Linked DNA regions of Canis lupus: region 1 is linked to region 2. Evidence: chromatin contacts called from public Hi-C data. All regions are on one chromosome and are shown on one strand. The core of a region is the stretch at or near the end of the contact, and the rest is flanking DNA. Distances in the headings are between cores, read along the strand shown. Region 1 holds the start of GSK3B (glycogen synthase kinase-3 beta). Region 2 holds the start of COX17 (cytochrome c oxidase copper chaperone COX17).

The links. A called contact is a pair of places that touch in the nucleus more often than the background predicts.
Region 1: a Hi-C map of blood shows a contact between it and region 2, with 3 times the contacts expected there. The contact joins the promoter of GSK3B here to the promoter of COX17 in region 2. A contact is called at or near these places in 2 of 9 Hi-C or Micro-C datasets (blood and skin fibroblasts).

Annotation. Positions count from the first base shown.
Region 1 is chr33:24,302,903-24,309,077 of UU_Cfam_GSD_1.0, forward strand. It overlaps GSK3B (glycogen synthase kinase-3 beta), which reads right to left and starts at 3,217. Exons shown (of 13, transcript XM_038582957.1): 1 at 2,639-3,217. The coding sequence starts at 2,726. It also overlaps the pseudogene LOC102157278.
Region 2 is chr33:23,955,426-23,961,299 of UU_Cfam_GSD_1.0, forward strand. COX17 (cytochrome c oxidase copper chaperone COX17) reads right to left here and starts at 3,151. Exons shown (of 3, transcript NM_001012736.1): 1 at 3,040-3,151; 2 at 891-979. The coding sequence starts at 3,146. The coding sequence ends at 895. CFAP91 (cilia- and flagella-associated protein 91) reads left to right here and starts at 3,504. Exons shown (of 21, transcript XM_038582945.1): 1 at 3,504-3,644; 2 at 3,948-4,013; 3 at 5,314-5,431. It also overlaps the pseudogene LOC119877832.

The DNA.
Region 1 (6,175 bases), core at 1,967-4,466, 350 kb after region 2:
AACATACAATAAATCCCAATGTCTCTTGAACTGCATCCAAACTCTTAGAGGCCCCCTCTGCTCTCCATCAGCTATGGTTAACACATTTCCCATATCCTATCTCTTATTTTCCTATTTAGGCCCCTTTAATTCAAATTTACCAATTTGCTTGGTAAGTACAAAAATTATCTACTTGCCATAGAAAAATCACCATCTCCGTGCCTCTGTCCATTCCTTCCATCTAGAATCCTTTATGCTTCTCTATGAATTCAAGTGATTGCCTCCTTTAACACCTGTCTTAAAACACATCGCAGCAGCAAGTCTTTCTTTCCTCTCCAACCCGAAGGCCTCACCCCTGTATTCTTCATCCCTCTGAACAAAGCATTCTATTTGTATTTATAATCTTGCAGTCATCATGCTATTGTTTTCATATTTTGTACCATACTGCTTCTACGACTAAATGATAAGCCATTGGGGCCATTAATTTCTCTACATATCTCTGTTTTGAACAAGGGTCCTTTATAAAACAGTAGCACTGTAACAAATGTTTAAGGATACTTCTTTCTTCTAAAATGTCCTTACCAAAAAAAAAAAAAATCCTTACAGTTAAGATTGTCAAAAACACAGAATTAGCATTGAACTCCAATTTTTAAATGTTGACCCATATGAGAATAGAAAATTAAACACCTTTAACCTATGCACTTTACAAGAGTTACTCCATCCTCAGTCAACATCCACATTACCAAGAATTAAGGAGTCATTTTCAAAGGAAATCTTGGAAACAAAATGAAAAGTCCAAAAATTAACATTATAAGCCATTCTGTTTTGCTCTCTGAAATTGATCTAATAAAATAATTACCTAAAATTGATTTCAAGTGGTTTTTAAACTATATTACCAAGATGAAAAACATACAAACACTCCAGTACCACAAGAGGCTCTTAAGTAGCTATTATAAGATTTGCCTCATCATAGCTGAAAATTACCCCAGAATTTTAAAATATTCCTTTCAAATGACCCCATGAAGTGCTTAGAAAGCTTGACTCTTCTCTGAAAAATGCATCATCAGCCCCTTTCTTCACATATCCTGCATTCTGTACTAATCACAAAAATAAGTAACTTTAAAAAATGACCTGCTATTCAGCTACTACCTTAGACCACCCTGTTTCAGGCATGTCCAAAAGGCAACATGAATTGAAATCCTGAGCTCAATTAAAAGTGATAAGTTTATATTGCTTAAGGATATAATCAATTTCACATAACAGTATTTACATATTTTTTTTAAAAATCTCAGTTCTTTCCTTATCCTAGGCAGCAAAATAGTTTCTTTGCCCTCACTGTGCCCCCTTCTAGAGGAATAAGGAAACAATGTAGATATTTTTGTCAAATTCTGGAAGTGCGGTTTAAATAAGCTGTCGCTAAATACCACATAAACATATCTACAAATAGAGATACTTTGGAACACTAGATACTTAGTATACCAAACACCTCAAGAACACAGACTATTAGCACAAATCTGGGACAAAGTACAGTCTAGCAACAACCCTGAACACAAGCTCAAATACCTTATTATGTCCCGGACTACAGCTTTCTGCAAAACCTGTGACAGAAAGGTCTAAATCCAGATTGTTATAACTAAATCCATAGTTTTCTCTAACTGCGGCAGGAAACCAATGCAAGAGTATTTTAAATACTATGGTAAATAGTCCTTAGAAGGGGGCCCTTGAACTCCAGATCATTGAACAAGTGCTGAATGCAAATGGCACCCCAAAACTGAACTTAATGATGAGTCAGTGACAATTAACATTCAACTTAGTATTTGGCAACCTGACAAGACAAACCTCAATCAAAACTTGGCCCTACTTCCAAGTTACCTTTTGATTAAACATAAATTATATAGTGGTAAATTGGTAATGTCAAAACGAGGAGGTTAAGAGATAACATTAAATCGTGTATCCAATTAAAACAATGCCTGTAGCAATACAACTGCTACTGGGTCTCTATCAGCTCCCACCGACCCCTTTCTAAAGGGAGAACTCGAGGCTCTCCTCCAAACGTGAATACGAGTTACTGAGCAAGTTCATCTCCGGATTAAGAACAAATACTTTGTAGTCACACAGGCAACAAACAAATGTTAGGAGACTGTGACACTTACAGTCCTTCTAGCAAGTACACGAAACTACGATAATCCCCGAGGCCTGAGCTGAAATAACCCTCCTTCTAAAAGACACGTACTCGGCAAATGTACATAATAATTTGAATCGTCTTGTCCTTCCCCCCCCCCTTTTTTTTCCGAAGGGATGAGCAACTATTTACTTTCATCGCCGTTTTAACATAGAAACAGTCAAGCACACTTGATAAGGCGGACGACTAACCGCACAAAAAGTGTAAGAAACAAGTTCCAAATCAAATCGTGCAAATAAAAAGCATATTCTCTCAATTCAAGGTTAATGAGACCGGGGGGGGGGGGGGGGTGGGAGGTGGTGCGGGAGGAGAAAAAGAGGGAGCTGCCTAACCCTGGACTTAAGACAGGTTTTTGCCCTTTTCAATACCTCTGATTATTAGTATCAGGAGGTCTAATGTTTTAAGATCCTGGTTACTAAAGGTTTCTTATTTTAAGGGTGAGGTGGAGAAGGGGCGTAAAATAAAATCAATACTCACTGCTAACTTTCATGCTGCCAAAAGCTGAAGGCTGCTGCACTGGCTTGCAGCTCTCCGCAAAGGAGGTGGTTCTGGGCCGCCCTGACATGATCACTCTCTTCCCGAATCACCCTCTTTTCCTTCCTTCCTCCTTTTCTTCCTTTTGTTTTATGTTGGGGTGTTAGGTTAACGATAAATGCAGCATTAAGTTCTCCCACGAGAAGATTAAAAAAAAAAAAAAAAAAGACTTCGTCCTCTTGGCTTTTCGCTCCTTTTGTATAATTAAAAAAACAAAAAAAAAAAACAAAAAAAAAAAACGAGTGATGTATTTCTCCTTCAAGACAGACCAGTTTGGATATTTAACATATAGATGATTTGGGGCTGGGGGGAAAAAAAATACAATTCTTTCCCCTCCGTTTCCTTGGAAGGGAGGAAGAAGGGGGGGGGGGTCTTAAAAAAAATATCACGTGAAACGGGGGCAAATACTTGATTGAAAAGAAGTACTTTGAATATTATATTTTCCTCGGGGATTTTTTTTCCGAGTCAATGAAGAAGGGAAGCGGCGGAAGGATCACGAGTCTCACGCTTGAAAAGAAGGGGGGATGGGAAGGAGGGAGGGAGAGGGAGGGGGTGGCTCGGTGATGCGACGGGAAACGCTGCGGCTCCGGCGGCGGCGGGATCCGGCGGGCTGGCGGCGGGGGCCCGGCGAGCTGGAGGGCGGCGGAGTCGCGAGTCAGTCAGAGGCGGGCGGTGGCGGCGGCTCCTCGTCTCATTGCGCCAGGAGCAGCTGCAGGCGGCGGCTGGATCCAGCGGCCATGGCGGCGGCGGCGGCGGAGGCAGCTCCCTTCAGACCCCAGGCGGCGGATCCTCGACTGCTCCCCATACGCCGGGGACATGGGAACCCGGCAACCGCTTCCGTCCCCGGGGGCCCCCTCCCCCGTCCGCGGCACCAGCGCGGCCGCCCTCCCGCCCCTCGCCTCTGCTCGGTGCCCGCTCAGGAAGTGTCCGCGCTTTGCCCCCAGCCCGGAGCCCTGTCAGCGGCTGTGGGGCCGGCTCCTCCTCGCTTCCTTCCTTCCTTCCTTTGTCACTCGGCCCGGGCGACGGCGGCGGCGGCGGCGGCGGCGGCGGCGGCAGCACAAGCCTGCATTCGCCCGGGTCGGGGGCTGCTCTGTGTGAGGAGCGCCGTCTGCGCAGCCGCCTAGCTCTTCCCCACTCCCCCTCCCCCCTCCTACTCGTCCTCCGCCTCCTTCCTCCCCCACCCAGCCTTCCACCGCCCAGCGCCCCGCCACCCGCGTAACAGGCGTCTGGGAATCGCCGGCCGAGGTCCGCGCCCGCCCGCTTCGGCGACGGAACCGAGGCCGGAGGCACAGCCAATCACGGACGTCGGCTGCCTGCGGCTCCTCCCGGAAAAAGCCGATCGGCCCGAGGAACCAATTACAAAGTGTCGCCGGAAGTCCACGCCCAAAGAGCGGAAAGTGCCGAAGACCGCCGAGCGAGAAGAAGGTCGGGGCTCGTCCCGCGGCTGGCCAGCGGGGGAATCCGACAATGGCAGCGGCGGCCAATCACAGCCGCCGGCCCTCACCGAAAGGCTGGAGGAGTTAAGGACGGCGAAACCCGGAGTCACTGGTGAAACGGCGCGGCTGGGCGCCCCGGCCGCCTTCGTAATTGGCCGAAAACTCCGCTGGGAGTGTACCTGCTTCGGGGATTGGCGAGGCGACGGGGGCTTCCGACGACAGTCTGGCCAGTCAGGACGTCTCCTCCCTCGCCGAGGCGGGGAGAAGAAGAAAGAAAAGGGAGGACGTCTACAAAGCGCCTTCTCATTGGCCCGAAGCTTTGGAGCCGGAGTGGGGGCGAAAGGGAAAAGGAGGGAGGCCGAGGCCCGCAGCGGCAGCCAATCAGCGCTCAGGGCCGTCCAATCGCAAGACCTAGCTGCGCTGTGATTGGCCCTCCGCCTGCGGCGGCGGCGGCGGCGGCGGCGGCGGCGGCGGCGGCGGCCTCAGGAGCTGAGGGGAGCCGCGCCGGGGTCGTGGCGGCCGGTGCGCCGGGCTGGTCTGCGGCCGCTCTCGGTCGTTGTGGAAACCGCAGCTGGCGTGCGCAGCGGGTCCGAAACTGCTGCGGTCGGCGGCGCCCGGCCCGGAGCGCTCAAGCGAACAGAGCGGCGACAGGGGCTTCCCCCGTCCGCCCCGGGAGAGCGCGGCCGAAGAACCAGCGTCTTCCCCGAAAGGGCCAGACGGGTGCGGGGCGCCTGCCCCGCCGGGCGCGAGCCCCCTCAGACGCTGAAGTAGGAGGAAAGCTCACGGACAGGCAGCGCCCCCGGGCGCCCGCGCCCTGCCCTGCCCTGCCCTGCCCTGCCCTGCCCAGCGGCGGGGGCCTTTGATAACGTGAGGCCGCCCGCGCCTGCCGTGCGCAGCCGGGCTGGGCCTTCTGGAAACGCCCCTGAGAAATGAGCTCATGCTGGATGCGCGCGCTCCTTGGGCGCGACGGCCCGGCGCAGAGCGAGCCCCGAGAACAGGTATGGGGAGACGCCGTCGGGCCGGATATCCTGAAGCCTCCGAGGAAGCGGGGATTCAGAAGAGCCCGTGGCTTTCTGCCCTTTGGAACTAGGGCAGGCCGTAAGAGTACTAGTTACGTAGGTTTCACACAGAAGCCCGCGTGCATTGTTCGGCCGAGAACCAAATTCCTTAGGTTTGCCTGGGGACCGTGAGGTATGGCTAAGCCAGGATACCAAAAAAAAAAAAAAAAAAAAAAAAAAGGAGATAGAATGGACAGTTGCCATCCTGACCGTAATCCCGTGGTGCCTGTAATTTCCACCTGCAGAGTCATCCTTTTTGTGAAGATACTATCTCCAGAAAGCACATGTGAAAATACTCCTAGTCCATCAGATTACCTCGCCGCTGCTTTGAAAAACTCGCGAGGGACTTGGAACAAAGTAAGCTTTGATGGGAGACAGGAAAAGTCCAGATAGGGTTTACAGACTCAAATGCCTACGGGGCCCGGAAAAAGAAAGCAAATGAATGAAACTGGCCTGGTGTGAAACAATGAAGAGTAATAAGAAATATGGCAAATTAGTGCCCATGCTATAACTGAAAAGAGCGGCTGTTAAGCACCAGCGGATTGTTGCCCACAGGGATGTGGGTCCAATACTCTGAGATGACGACCCCCCCCCCCCCCCGCCCAGAGAAACCCTAAAACGATTTTTGTGCGAGATGTCTGGATTTTTAAGTGTTAGCAGCCAATATTCAGAACCCTGCAGGCCAAACTCAAAATATCCAGGTGAAGACCTGGCCAACATGCAGTCGATTTGTAATATTAAACCTGAACATAGCTTTTATAGCAATAGAGTCTCTTGTTCTTTGCAATTAAAAGAAAACATAAGGTCTCTGGATGTCACAGAAATGGATAAAAATGTTAAAAGCAAATGCAGTGCATGGCAATTTTGTCAGATGAATGTTATCTCTCTGTGGCATTATGAAAGACCTTTGGCTCTAGTACCTAAAATGTTGTGAAGCAAAGCTTTGAATCCTGCCTTCTTCTTTACTCCCTACTCCTACTTCCAAT
Region 2 (5,874 bases), core at 1,901-4,400:
AGCCGAAGGCAGACACTTAACCGATTTAGCCACCCAGGTGCCCCATAAGGTGACTTTTGAACAGAGACCTGAATGAAGTGCGGGAGGGAATTCAGGTGCTATCTGAAGAAAGAGCTTCCAAACAAAAGATCATTTATTTGTGGGACTGTATAATTTAAGGTCCCTTTCAGCATTAAAATTTAGGTTCAAAGTTCTTAAAAAAAAAAAAAAAAAAAAGGTCTGAGGTTGTAGTATTATTAGAAGCCTAGTACAAAAGAAATAGTGAGAATTCCTTTTTCTTTAGCAGAAAGCAATGCTTCCATGTATTGCCTACTCCCTATTTAAAAGCTCCTACTAAAGACCCACAACAGGGCACCTGGGTGGCTCAGTTGGTTAAGCATCTGCCTTCGGCTCATGATCCTGGGGTCCTGGGATGGAGCCCTACATCTGGCTCCCTGCTCCGTGAGGAGTCTGCTTCTCCCTCTCCCATTCCCCCTGCTTGTCCTCTCTGTCAAAGAAACAAAATCCTTAAAAAAATAAAGACCCACTTCAGAGACAAGAAGTAAAGATTATTTTCTTTTTAGTTCCTTTAAGTCAGACAACTGAACATTCTGAGCTTCTTAAATTATTATCTCTTCTGACTCTGACGTAACTCTAAAGGCTTTTATCAAACCCTGTTTTAAAAGATAAATTCTCCCTCCCCAAATCCACTGAATGCCTCTCAACTTATTAGCATCATTTAGTCCCTACATTAGAAACTGAAAATTATTTTTAAGTGAGACTTGAGCATCTTAACCAGGTGAACTACACTTTGAATGGAAGCTTGCCCAATGACTGCTAAATATGCAAAGCACAAATTTGAAGCAATAAGCTTATGTATTATCTTCCCAATCAGAAAGTATCACGCTCACCATTTCATATCTTAAATCCCAGGGCTCTCATGCACTCCTTGTGGGCCTCAATTAGGTGTCCACAGTGCTCCTCTCCTTTCTCAATGATGCTATAAAACAAAATGTACTTGTTATCTAACAAAGTAGGCATTAAGTACATTACTAGTAAACAAGCAGCATGATAGTGATGGGGGGTGAGACAGAACATGGGTCTGATGGAATGTAGCTGAAGCTTTATTTTTTTATTTCTTCATTTTTGTATTTATCTTTTTATTGGAGTTTGATTTGCCAACAGTAGCTGGAGCTTTAAAAAAAAATGCTATTACACCGAATGGCTTTGTTTTTATTGGCTTTTGTAATATTTCTGTGCCCATGAAGATATTCCACAGACAACTAGCTTTTAGGGAGAATCTAATTAGAAGAAATAATTATGCCTATCAAATATTGCCTCTAGCTTATATCCAAGGAACATACATAGTTCTCTAATGAAATAAACCATCTGAACATTTACCTTCAATTTGCCTACTATAAAATAATTAAATTTTTCATTCTGCCCTACATTCAAATAGACCCAAATAAATCTCCTTCTAATCAAAATACACCCAACCACATAAACATCAAGATCTGCCAGCCAACAGCAGCCTAATGAGCCTCCCTCATGATGATCAAAGAACTTTCTATTTGTAGGATGCACAAAGTAAAAACTAGGACCATACAGCTTGACTTCTAGGGCCTGAAAAGGCAATTTTAGTAAAGATGAAGTTAAGCCGAATTTAATTATAAGAAAAAACTGACTACTGACTATAGATATTTGTGCATAGTGGTCTGAGGCAACTAACATGAAAACAATCGGAAGGATAGGTTTTCCTTCTTTAAAGAAAAGAAAGAAAGAAAGAAAGAAAGAAAGAAAGAAAGAAAGAAAGAAAGAAAGAAAGAAAGAAAGAAAGAAAGAAAGAAAGAAAGAAAGAAAGAAAGAAAGAAAGAAAGAAAGAAAGAAAGAAAGAAAGAAAGAAAGAAAGAAAGAAAGAAAGACCATACATCCTTCAATAGCTCAAGGGCTGCCTGCAGATGAAGGGATGCTGGGGATAGAGCCCCCTGTGAAGAGAACAGCTGGCGAGGCCCTCGTGTGGCTTGTATCATTGACCTGTACAGTAATCCTAGAGGCGGACACTTTTATTAGACCCATTTTACAGACACAGGACGCAGGTACCTTAAGTGATTTGCTCAAGGTCACAAAGCTGGTGGACCAAGGATTCAAATCAAACCTTGACTCTGCATCTCAGGCTCTCAGTCATGACTCCGGGCTCTTTTTAAGATTCAATAAGCACTTACTGTAAACTAGGAAAGCCATTTCTGCATCAGACTGTCGCCTTTCGATTCTTTCGCGGTATTAGTTGCGAAGTATCGAGCAGTAATAAAAAGCACTAAGCTCCTTACAACTTAACCGCACTATGCCACTTTTGAATTTTTTTTTTTTTTTTGGTGTGAGGATAAAAAAGGGGCTGGAGGGAGAGGTGTGCATTCACATTTTCTGCCCATTCCCCCGAATGAGATTTGTTCCACAATCCACAACGGAGGCGGTATCAAATGAAAAGAAACGAAACCTTCCGTGGGTTGATGGTAATTGGTAATTTAGATGTACTATTCTCAACACGGTGTCACCCTGCTTCACAGATGATTTTTTTCATTCATCTCTCCAAAGATGATGGAGGAGGAGAGGCAAGGGGGACTCCAGTACTTTTAAGACACGTAACCGGGTCCCGCTGTGCTAAAATTTTACCAGAAAACTTTTACTCTTCGATCTTGCCAAGTCTTCTCTCCTACCCCGTACCGGGTGGTAACAGCAATCATTAGTATAGACTTCCATTAATTTTAAGCTCCTTTTTAAGTCAATTCGCATCTTTCATCTATTTCTACGTATTTAGGAGACCGAAGGGCAGCACTTGACGCGTAACAGATGCTCAAAGACCCTTTGCAGAAAAGCTGAACGGGTGAAGCGAGCCCGCTTCGTCCACGTCCCCCGGCTGGGCTACGGGGACAGCCGGCCCACAGCCCACGGCGCCCTACAACTCCCAAGGGCGCAGCACAGCGAGCCGGGTCCGGTACGAGCCCGAGGCCGAGCGGGGTACGGAGGCACCTGCCCGCCGCCCCCTCCCGCTTGCGCACTGACCACGCATCGCGCGCCTTCTTGGTCTCCGGGCAGGCGCAGCAGGGCTTCAGCGGCTTCTTCTCCTGTGAGTCAGATGGGGCAGGGCTTGCGGCCGCCAGGCCCGGCATCTTTGAGGCCTAGAGGCAGCAATGAGCACCGCCACCTTACCCGGTTCCAGGCCCGGCGCACGCCGATTCGCTCGCCGTCACTTCCGGCGGAGCCCTACGGGGGACAGGAAGTCCCGCCCCTCCCCCCACCGCAGGAGACGGAGGTGGGGAAACTTGGCGCCTGCGCAGAGAAAGCTAACAGGCAATGAAGTGCGGGCGCTTCTTCGACGCAGGCGCAGAGAGGCGCGGGGTGAAAGGGCAGGTTGTGAGGCGCCCCGGGGGCGGCTGGAAAGGCGGCGACCGGCAGGTATCTCCGCCCAGCGGTGGGAAACCGAAGCCCGAGAGGGTGAGATGACTTGTCCACGCCCACCAGGAGGAACCGCTGACGAAAGCCGGTTCCCCGCCGAGTCACGGATCGATTCCGCGTGTTTCCTGCTGTCGGATGGTCGGCCCGCTCCTCCCATTTTCTGATTCAGTTAAACTTGATGAGCAAAGACATTTGAACAGTGCGACCCACCGGTGAGAGGGGAAAACGCGCCTGCCGTTCTCCATGCACCTTAATTTTTTTTAAAAAAAGATTTTATTTATTTATTTATTCGTGAGAGACACGGCAGAGGGAGAAGCAGGCTCCACGCAGGGAGCCCGACGTGGGACTCGACGTGGGACTCGACCCCGGGTCTCCAGGGTCACGCCCTGGGCCGAAGGCAGCCGCCAACCCGCTGAGCCACCCGGGCTGCCCTACACTTTAATTCTTCGCGAAAAATTGTTCCTAGCTCCCTTTCTGAGTGATTTGATTTCACTATGACTTGTTCTCACTCGTAGGGCAGAGAGACCAGTTAATGAAGTTGAAAAATGACTATTTCCTTGGCACGTCTCGAATTCCATTAGGTACATAAGTAAACGGATGCCTACTATTTGCAGTTGTGGAGGGTTGTTGTGTTTTGTGTTTGTTTTGTTTTGTTTTTCCTGTAGAGAATTGTTGGGAGAAAGGGATTGAACTTATTTTTTTTTTTTTTAAAACCAGGACTTAAAGGCGTCAGAGAGCTGCCTAGTGATTGATATTTTGGGTAATCAAACTTCTCAGTATCCCCTAAGCAAGGTTCGTTTCTGTATGCTAGAGATTTGGTTCGGGGAATCCGTAGGTATGGCTGTAAACTGGCGCTGTATAGAAATGATTTCTCGGTTTGTGCACCTGGTCTCCCGAGACCCCCTGAGCGCCACCCCCCCCCCCCCCCCGCTCCCCTCCCCTCCCCTCCGCGCGCGGTCCCATTTCTGCTCCAACAAGAGGAAAGAAACCATTGTGAACGGGGAGAAACTCGCCAAACTGCAAGCACAGGTGCGCATTGGTGGGAAAGGAACTGCTTGCCGAGAGAAGAAGGTGGTTCACAGAAGAGCTGCAGCAGATGATTAAAAACAAAACAAAACAAAACGAAACAAAACAAAACCTTCAGTTCTCCTTAAAGAAGTTAGGGGTAAACAATATCTCTGTTATTGAAGAAGTGAGTATGTTCACAAACCAAGGAACAGTGATCCACTTGAACCACCCTGCAGTTCAGGCATCCCTGTCAGCGAACACTTGGACCATTATAGGCCATGTGGAGACCAAGCAGCTGATGGAAATGTGACCCAGTGTTTTAAACCAGCTTGGTGCAGACAGTCTGACTAGTTTAAGAAGACTGGCTGAAGCTCTGCCCAAACATCTGTGGATGGAGAAGCAAGCACCACTTGCCACCAGAGAGGAGGAGAAGGAGGAGGATGAAGTTCCAGATCTTGTGGAGAATTTTGATGAAGCTTCTAAGAAAGAAGCAAACTGCATGGAGTCAACTTCTGAAGAAGATAAAACTTGAAGAAGTTACTGGGAGCTGCTCTTTCATATTATGACTGCTTTTTTTTTTTATGACTGCTTTTTAAAATTTTGTTCATGGATCTGATAAAAATCTAGATCTCTTAATATTTTTAAGCCCAAGCCCCTTGGACACTGCAGCTCTTTCAGTTTTTGCTTATACACAATTCATTCTTTGCAGCTAATTAAGATGAAGAAGCCTGGGGATAAAGTTTGAAACAAGGTTAATAAAGTTCTTTGCCTAGGAAAAAAAAAAGAAAGAAAGAATTTCTGTGTATTTTCCAAATTACAAAAACGATCTCCATTTATTCACTACTGTTGTTTAATATCTTGCTATTCAAACAGTGCCTCTTGGACTGCCAACATCAACATCGTTTGGAAAAGTAATGTACAATAAACATGGCTGAATAAATCAATGGGGAAAAGAAAACAAATGGAAGAAAATTGAACATCACATCAGAAGGTGGGTCTCTGGGGGCCCCTGGGTGGCTCAGTTGGTTAAGGGGTGCTTTTGGCTCAGGTCATGATCCTGGAGTCCCCCGATGGAGCCTGATGTTGGACTCCCTGCTCAGTGGGGAGTCTGCTTCTTTCTCTGCCCACCCCACTCCTGCTGTCTCACTTGCTCACTCTCACATAAATAAAATCTTTAAAAAAAAATGCATCTGTGGATGCATTAAAGGTCTACATATGAAAGGTCAAACTAAGAAATTAATAGAAGGTAGTGATAGTAGAAGAGCTAATCTTTTTTTCTTATTAAAATAATCATCCTAACTCTAGGGGTGCTGGGCTGGCTCAGTCAGTGGAGGGTTCGACTCTTAATCTCGGGGTCATGAGTTCAAGCCACACATTGGGTATAGAGATTACTTACAGATAAAATTTTAAACAATCATCCCAACTTGTATAGCA